Regions from separate parts of the Salmo salar genome. Here region 2 is linked to region 1. Evidence: chromatin contacts called from public Hi-C data. All regions are on one chromosome and are shown on one strand. The core of a region is the stretch at or near the end of the contact, and the rest is flanking DNA. Distances in the headings are between cores, read along the strand shown. Region 1 holds the start of asph (aspartate beta-hydroxylase). Region 2 has its middle 38 kb from the start of asph.

Region 1 (3,277 bases), core at 751-3,250:
GATTTCTAAATTTATTTTGCAATGCTCGCGCACGCGACACGAGCGGTGTAGTCAGCCTGTTAGACCACTGTGCCACTCGGGAGCTATAGGCGCGCAGTTGATAGTCATCAGATGTTGGGCAGTGAGTATGAGGCAACATAACCAATGTTAACTAACAGAAATGTATCACAGATACGTCTGTCTTGTTGAATAGTGAATAGTGTCAGTTCTACACATAACATTTCTATCAGCAACTTCCTGAACAGTTCACCGAATGAACATGCCCCTGTACAACTTCAACATACATGTAAGGGGAGGAGCCTTGAGTTGTGAAACGCTCCGATAAGAACAGTACATAATGTTCCAAAGGACTTTTTATTCTTGCAACCACCGTTTGATCATGCATAACATGCAAAGTGTGTACCTTCAACTCATTTGCAACCACTTGAAGTTGCTAAAAAGTTTGCAATTGCTTACTTGATGACTTCTCAACTTTCCCTTATGGCAGGAACCATAATATTCACACTGATATGACCGATTTGCATGATAGTGGCCTGATGATTATCATCTTACTGAAAGTGTAACAAAACATGGTATAAATGCGGCTTTCTATATCAGATGAATAAAATAAGGAAGTAGCCTAAAAATGAGGGGCACTGAAACACTGATAGTAACAAAAGATGGCCACAATCTACTTACCTTTTTGCAACACATTCTAAGGTTATATAAGTCTACAAGAACTAGAAGTCTACAAAAAACAACTGACTTGCCTAGTTAAATAAAGGTTAAATTTATATATATTTTAAATACAATAAAAACTTCGGGTAAACGTTTCTAAGGACACGTGTCACAATGACACTGGAGTTTTTGAAAAGGGGCCCAATATTTAGCATGACTTGTACAAGCACCCCCTTGCAGTCCGCCCTAAAACCATTCGTTTAGAAAGTTTAAAGCTGGGAGCTCAGCCCATGCCAATGTAATTAATCATCTCCATAACTTGGGGAGCGGTCCCGCGATGAGAAAAGGGGGGGGGGGTCCTTATAATTAAAAGGGATCCATATGGGTCCTGATTCGCAACAGTGACGATATAAGCCACGTGTAACCCCTCCCACGTTCTCCCACTATTGACACGTGAGCACTTGGGAGAAATTAAGGAAAAGTAAATGGGGGGGACAATACACGCAACTGATGCAGTTTCCGCTGAAGTCTACGAGGTGGATATGTAATTGGTCTCGCTGCGTAAAATGACACATATTGTCATACGTGAGCACAAGATGAAACAGATCCTCACTATTCTTGGCGACCATAGCCAATCTAAAATGCACGGGAAATGGTGGTGCAAACTCTTCTTTGCAACCTGACGAATTGCAATAACATTGTTCAAATCGAACAAATGCGCTGTTATGAACAGTATGTATAATGTATAGTAAAATAGGGAAAACGTCTGAAATCTGGATATAAAGAGACACTGTTTGTGCTGTTTACTATAACTCGAAACAATGTACTGTACAGTTGTTAATGGCTCCGTAAAAAGGGGAACAATTGCTGGCTTACTTTGTTGGTATGTTGTTGACCTTATGCTACATATTGTCCAGTTTTATAGGCTTCGTATTGTTGTAGGCTAACTTGCAATGCTTAAATGAAAATGTCAATATTGCCCCCCGATTAACTTTTAAAGCCATTCTGCAGCTAAGGTTGGTTCCATGCACCACTGCCACTACTAAAATTACGAACCTTTCATTTTGTGTCCTCGTGCGTTTTTCTTCGGGGCCATGGCTATTCGAAGTTGCTTGGATTCAAGTAGAAATGTGGAAATTCAAAATTAACGAGCTTCACTCTCAATTTCTTGCGCTAAAGGTGGCCCTGTACAAATCAAATCTCTGCCCTCATAACCCGAAGCCCATAGCAACCCCGTCCACTGTTTAGTGAATGCGCCCTCAGCCAGTGCGAGCTTCACGAAGACGCGGTGGGCGGAGAGAAGGAAAATCTCGTCCAATTCGCTTTCAGAGGTGGTTGTCTTATTCAATCGTATGGATACAGTCATTGGGATACCCCCGCAGGCTAGAACCGCCTTGTTTATCCCCCCTTCATGTGGTTTTAACTATAAGGGATACAGCTTTCGTCAAAATGGACTTTTCGTAGGTTATGAGAACTACCCTGATGAAGACAGCTTGTCTGTCGAAACGTTGGTTATTAGGTTATTCAATGATTGCATCTGAGCTCCTAGAGTGTGCGGTAGTTTTTTTAGAACTTACGCAGCATGTTAGTAGAATTAACGTAGCAGTTTAGGATAATTATGTTAAGGTTAGGGTTAGCTAAAATGCAAAAAATATATTTTTTGACATTCGTTTGACAAAAGCTGTATCCCATCTAGACATTTCCGTTTTACGTCAGCGCTCGAACGTGGCAAGATGGAAGATACACCCATCGCGAGATCTGTTTTTCACAGTACTGTATTAGCTCGTTATTACATAACCTATGTAATCTCTGAGCCTTTGTGCAGTTGTAACCAGTTTTTAACAAATATGTCCCATAAAACCACGTAATCTTGTTGTGGAATGTGATTGATGCATGTTTTATGTGCATTTGATAGAGAACTCTCAGTATCACAAAGATGAGACCGTGCAGAGAATGACCACCGTTAGCGTCACACAGATGAAAGACCGTGCAGAGAATGAATCACATAGAGTAGCCTAGCTTCCATGAGCTCAGTAGTGCTTGCGCACTTAAATCCAGTGTCAGCAGTGGTGATTCTACTCTTATTCATCAGAAACCAATATATATTATTTTCAAAGTAGAGTACCCCCTTTATAAATGTCAAATATTCCATCGACAGCATACTAAATACAAATCATTACTGTCCAGTTAAATATTCAATTCTGATGTAGCCTACACGTGCTGGCCTAGTACACTGTGTGTCTGTAGGTTGATGTTCCATACATTGTGCCCCCCCCATTTATTCAATTGTCCACATCATCAAATACAGTACAGATGGGTCCATTTCAGGCAATGTGAACATCCTAGACATACTTTGCCTGTATAAAACTACACATAAGTATACACAATTTTGATTGAACTAGGGACATTTAGTTTTAGTTGAAGTCGGAAGTTTACATACACCTTAGCCAAATACATTTAAACTCAGTTTTTCAATATTCCTGACATTTAATCCTAGTAAAAATTCCCTGTTTACGTCAGTTAGGATCACCACTTTATTTTAAGAATGTCAGAATAATAGTAGAGAGAATGATTTATTACAGCTTTTATTTCTTTCATCACATTCCCAGTGGGTCAGCAG
Region 2 (3,122 bases), core at 325-2,824, 38 kb before region 1:
GCCGGTGACCGCGTTCCTGTAAGACGTTGAGTCGCGAGGAAGCGCTCTTTGAAAGGAGGGAGTAGTGTAACGACCCTGGGTTTATAAGCGCGGAAATCGACTCTGCCGCTCGAGCATGCTTTTGCGACACAGTCGATAGCGCGCCGGACTTCGGGCTTGAAGGTCGAGGGTTCGACACCTGCTCCCTGCCTGCTGTTTCATTACATTGGTGTCAGAAGTGGGATCGGACCTTGCATCCATGACAGTGCGTGTGCTCGGCCGGTGACCGCGTTCCTGTAAGACGTTGAGTCGCGAGGAAGCGCTCTTTGAAAGGAGGGAGTAGTGTAACGACCCTGGGTTTATAAGCGCGGAAATCGACTCTGCCGCTCGAGCATGCTTTTGCGACACAGTCGATAGCGCGCCGGACTTCGGGCTTGAAGGTCGAGAGTTCGAGACCTGCTCCCTGCCTGCTGTTTCATTACAGTATGCACGATGGCGCACGCGCGCAGCCGGTTTGGATTCCGTGTTAGGATCGGTTATACTGTCACATGGTATCAATGATTGGAGACAAGAATACCTAATAGGGGGTTTTAATACTCCACCCAAAAATACAACATGCCATGAAAGGCAGGCACGGGGAGAAGCCCAAAACAATCCCATCATCCATCAAAAGTTAGATTAAAGAGAGAGGTTGACCAAGCGCATTTTTTTCGCGCGCGCTTTCCACTTTCCTCCGGTATTTATTTCGCAAAGATGATAACACAATCACTCCGGACAGACACAAGCAAAAACTCACTGTATAAATGTTGCAGCAGCCCAGGCTACACCTTAACGTTAGAGATCTGACATGCTATATGGTATGAAAACGAGACCATTTTTCAGTCTGATCACCTGTAGGTTACTAATAAGAGCATACAGCCTATGTGCACTGTCCGTTTGGTCAGGGTAACTAATTGGTAACGTTATGTATTTATAGTCCATTTGTGTGTCAGGAGAAAATGTGATTGTGATCCAATTTGATTTATATTCAAAACTGGGCTGACTAGGCTGTCTATTCATTGAAGATATGTCAACGTCATATCTAGACGATAATAGGCTACACACTGACAACTCGTGCTTGGCTGCCAAATGTATAGGTCTCTCCATTATATTTAAATTGATGAATTGAAGTGTGATCATAATTGTTTTAGCTGTCCATCCATGGTATAAATCCTTCCCAATAGCAATGCCCTACATCCTGATAATTTGAGCTGCTGAACCGTATTAGCACTTTATGGATGAGAAGTTTAATTTAACATTTCCAAAAAGTTTAGCGGAGACGCTGCTTTGCGATCTATTGCCTAGGCCAGGGCTCTCCAACCCTGTTCGCGGAGAGCTACCATTCTGTAGATTTTCACTTAGCATCTTTGGTGCTAACATTAACAATGCTAGCTAAGTAGCTAACCCTGTTGCATCTGTATTAAAGTGTTTTCAAAAACTATCTGCCAAATACAGCCTTAGCTACTGTCCAAGCAACCAGCCAACAACACTGTAGGCCTATTGGAACTAATACAAAAATATGAATTTTACAAGTCAATTACTACGAAAATATAGGCTCGCTAGCCTGTAGTCTTAAAACCCGGAAATAAGTTACATCTGGTTTGTTCAGCCATACATATGGGGAAAGAATATGGTTTTGGAATAAACACCGAAAATAAAGTCAGAGGTTAACACGGGCTTTCTTTAATATACGTTTTGCTCTGAGATAAGAGGTCAGTTAACATGACCGTTATGAATTAAGAAGCCTTTATTGGATTTGTTTTTTAGTACTACATACATTCCTCAAAATTCACAAAAAGTGAAGTTAGCTGATGAAGATTATCAGATAGAACACAACATATAAGATCTGCTAAACCTTATTTTCTGCGTTAATCCATGGGCTTTGTCCAACGAACGATGGCGGAGTTAGTACCTACTAAAAAGACATTACTATTTCTCTCTATTTGGAAAGGTCGCAATGGAACTGCTGGCAGAGCTGCGACTTCGACGGTGGAAGTGGTTTTGCCGAATGGAATCATGGGAGTTTGAGCCTTGAACAACAGAAAAATATTGTAGCAAGCCAACTATAAATATCATACTATTGGTTTTTGAGGGTCTATTTAAAAATGTTATTTGAAGACAACCAGAGCAACATATAGCAGGGAGTTCCAATATGATCAGACATCTATAGACAGGTTATATAAATGACTGTCCATAATTTACTCAGGGATTCTACTTGAAAACGTCAGAGAAGCAATTTCTGGTTTTGCTCATGACTAAACAGTCAATAAACATGAAAACTACACTAAAACTGTGTAGGACATCACTAAATAAGTCATAACAACCCAAATGTTAAGTGGTGAAGTTGCCCTTCAAAGGTCCAAAGCAGCCATTTTATCTCAAGATCAAATAATTTATATTTCTCAAACACATCTTAATAAGAACTACTGCTCAAGTACTGTGATTGTTTTCAATTAAAATGGTAAAAAATAAAAAAATTGCATCTTAACAAAGCAATTTCTCAAGCAAGAAGTTTGGTAGCTGTGTCTGGGAGTGGTGTGAGTGGAGAGAGAACTAAAAACGAGCTGTTATTGGCAGAGAGATTTGGAACTCTTAGTGATGTTAGCAGGCAGGCCAAAACTCCATCCCACCAAAACAGGATGAATTTCAGGCAGTCTATTCAAACAGCTCTTACATTAAAAAGGCATTATCATTTTAATTATTTCACAGTATTATTCCAACCCCATAGTGTGGAAATACACTAAGTATACAAAACATTAAACACCTACCATGACAGACTGACCAGGTGAAAGCTATGATCCCTTATTGATGTCACTTAATCCACTTCAATCAGTGAGATGAAGGGGAGACAGGCAAAAATATATATTTTTAAGCCTTGAGACATGGATTGTGTATGTATGCCATTCAGCGGGTGAATGGGCAAGACAAAATATTGAAAATGCCTTTGAGCGGGGTATGGTAGTAGGTGCCAGGTGCACCGGTTTGTGTCAAGCACTGCAACAGTGCTAGGTTTTTCCACAGTCAACAGTTTCCCGTGTGTATCAAGAATGGTCACCACCCAAAGGACATCCAGCCAATTTGACAACTGTGGGACGCATTGGAGT

What was found. Hi-C and Micro-C count contacts between places; a contact is called where the count stands out from the background.
Region 2: a Hi-C map of gill shows a contact between it and region 1, with 2.2 times the contacts expected there. The contact joins the enhancer-like site here to the promoter of asph in region 1. A contact is called at or near these places in 2 of 3 Hi-C or Micro-C datasets (gill and muscle).

What each region holds. Positions count from the first base shown.
Region 1 is chrssa14:16,261,555-16,264,831 of Ssal_v3.1, reverse strand. asph (aspartate beta-hydroxylase) reads right to left here and starts at 2,000. Exons shown (of 10, transcript XM_045693996.1): 1 at 1,714-2,000. The coding sequence starts at 1,753.
Region 2 is chrssa14:16,299,338-16,302,459 of Ssal_v3.1, reverse strand. No RefSeq gene overlaps it. Among protein-coding and RNA genes, the nearest start is that of asph, 38 kb to the right of the region's middle. Within about 2 kb of position 1,574, at least 4 of the 13 cell types and tissues checked have an H3K27ac peak or open chromatin away from gene starts, as enhancers often do. A contact at or near this core is called in gill, where this site is marked.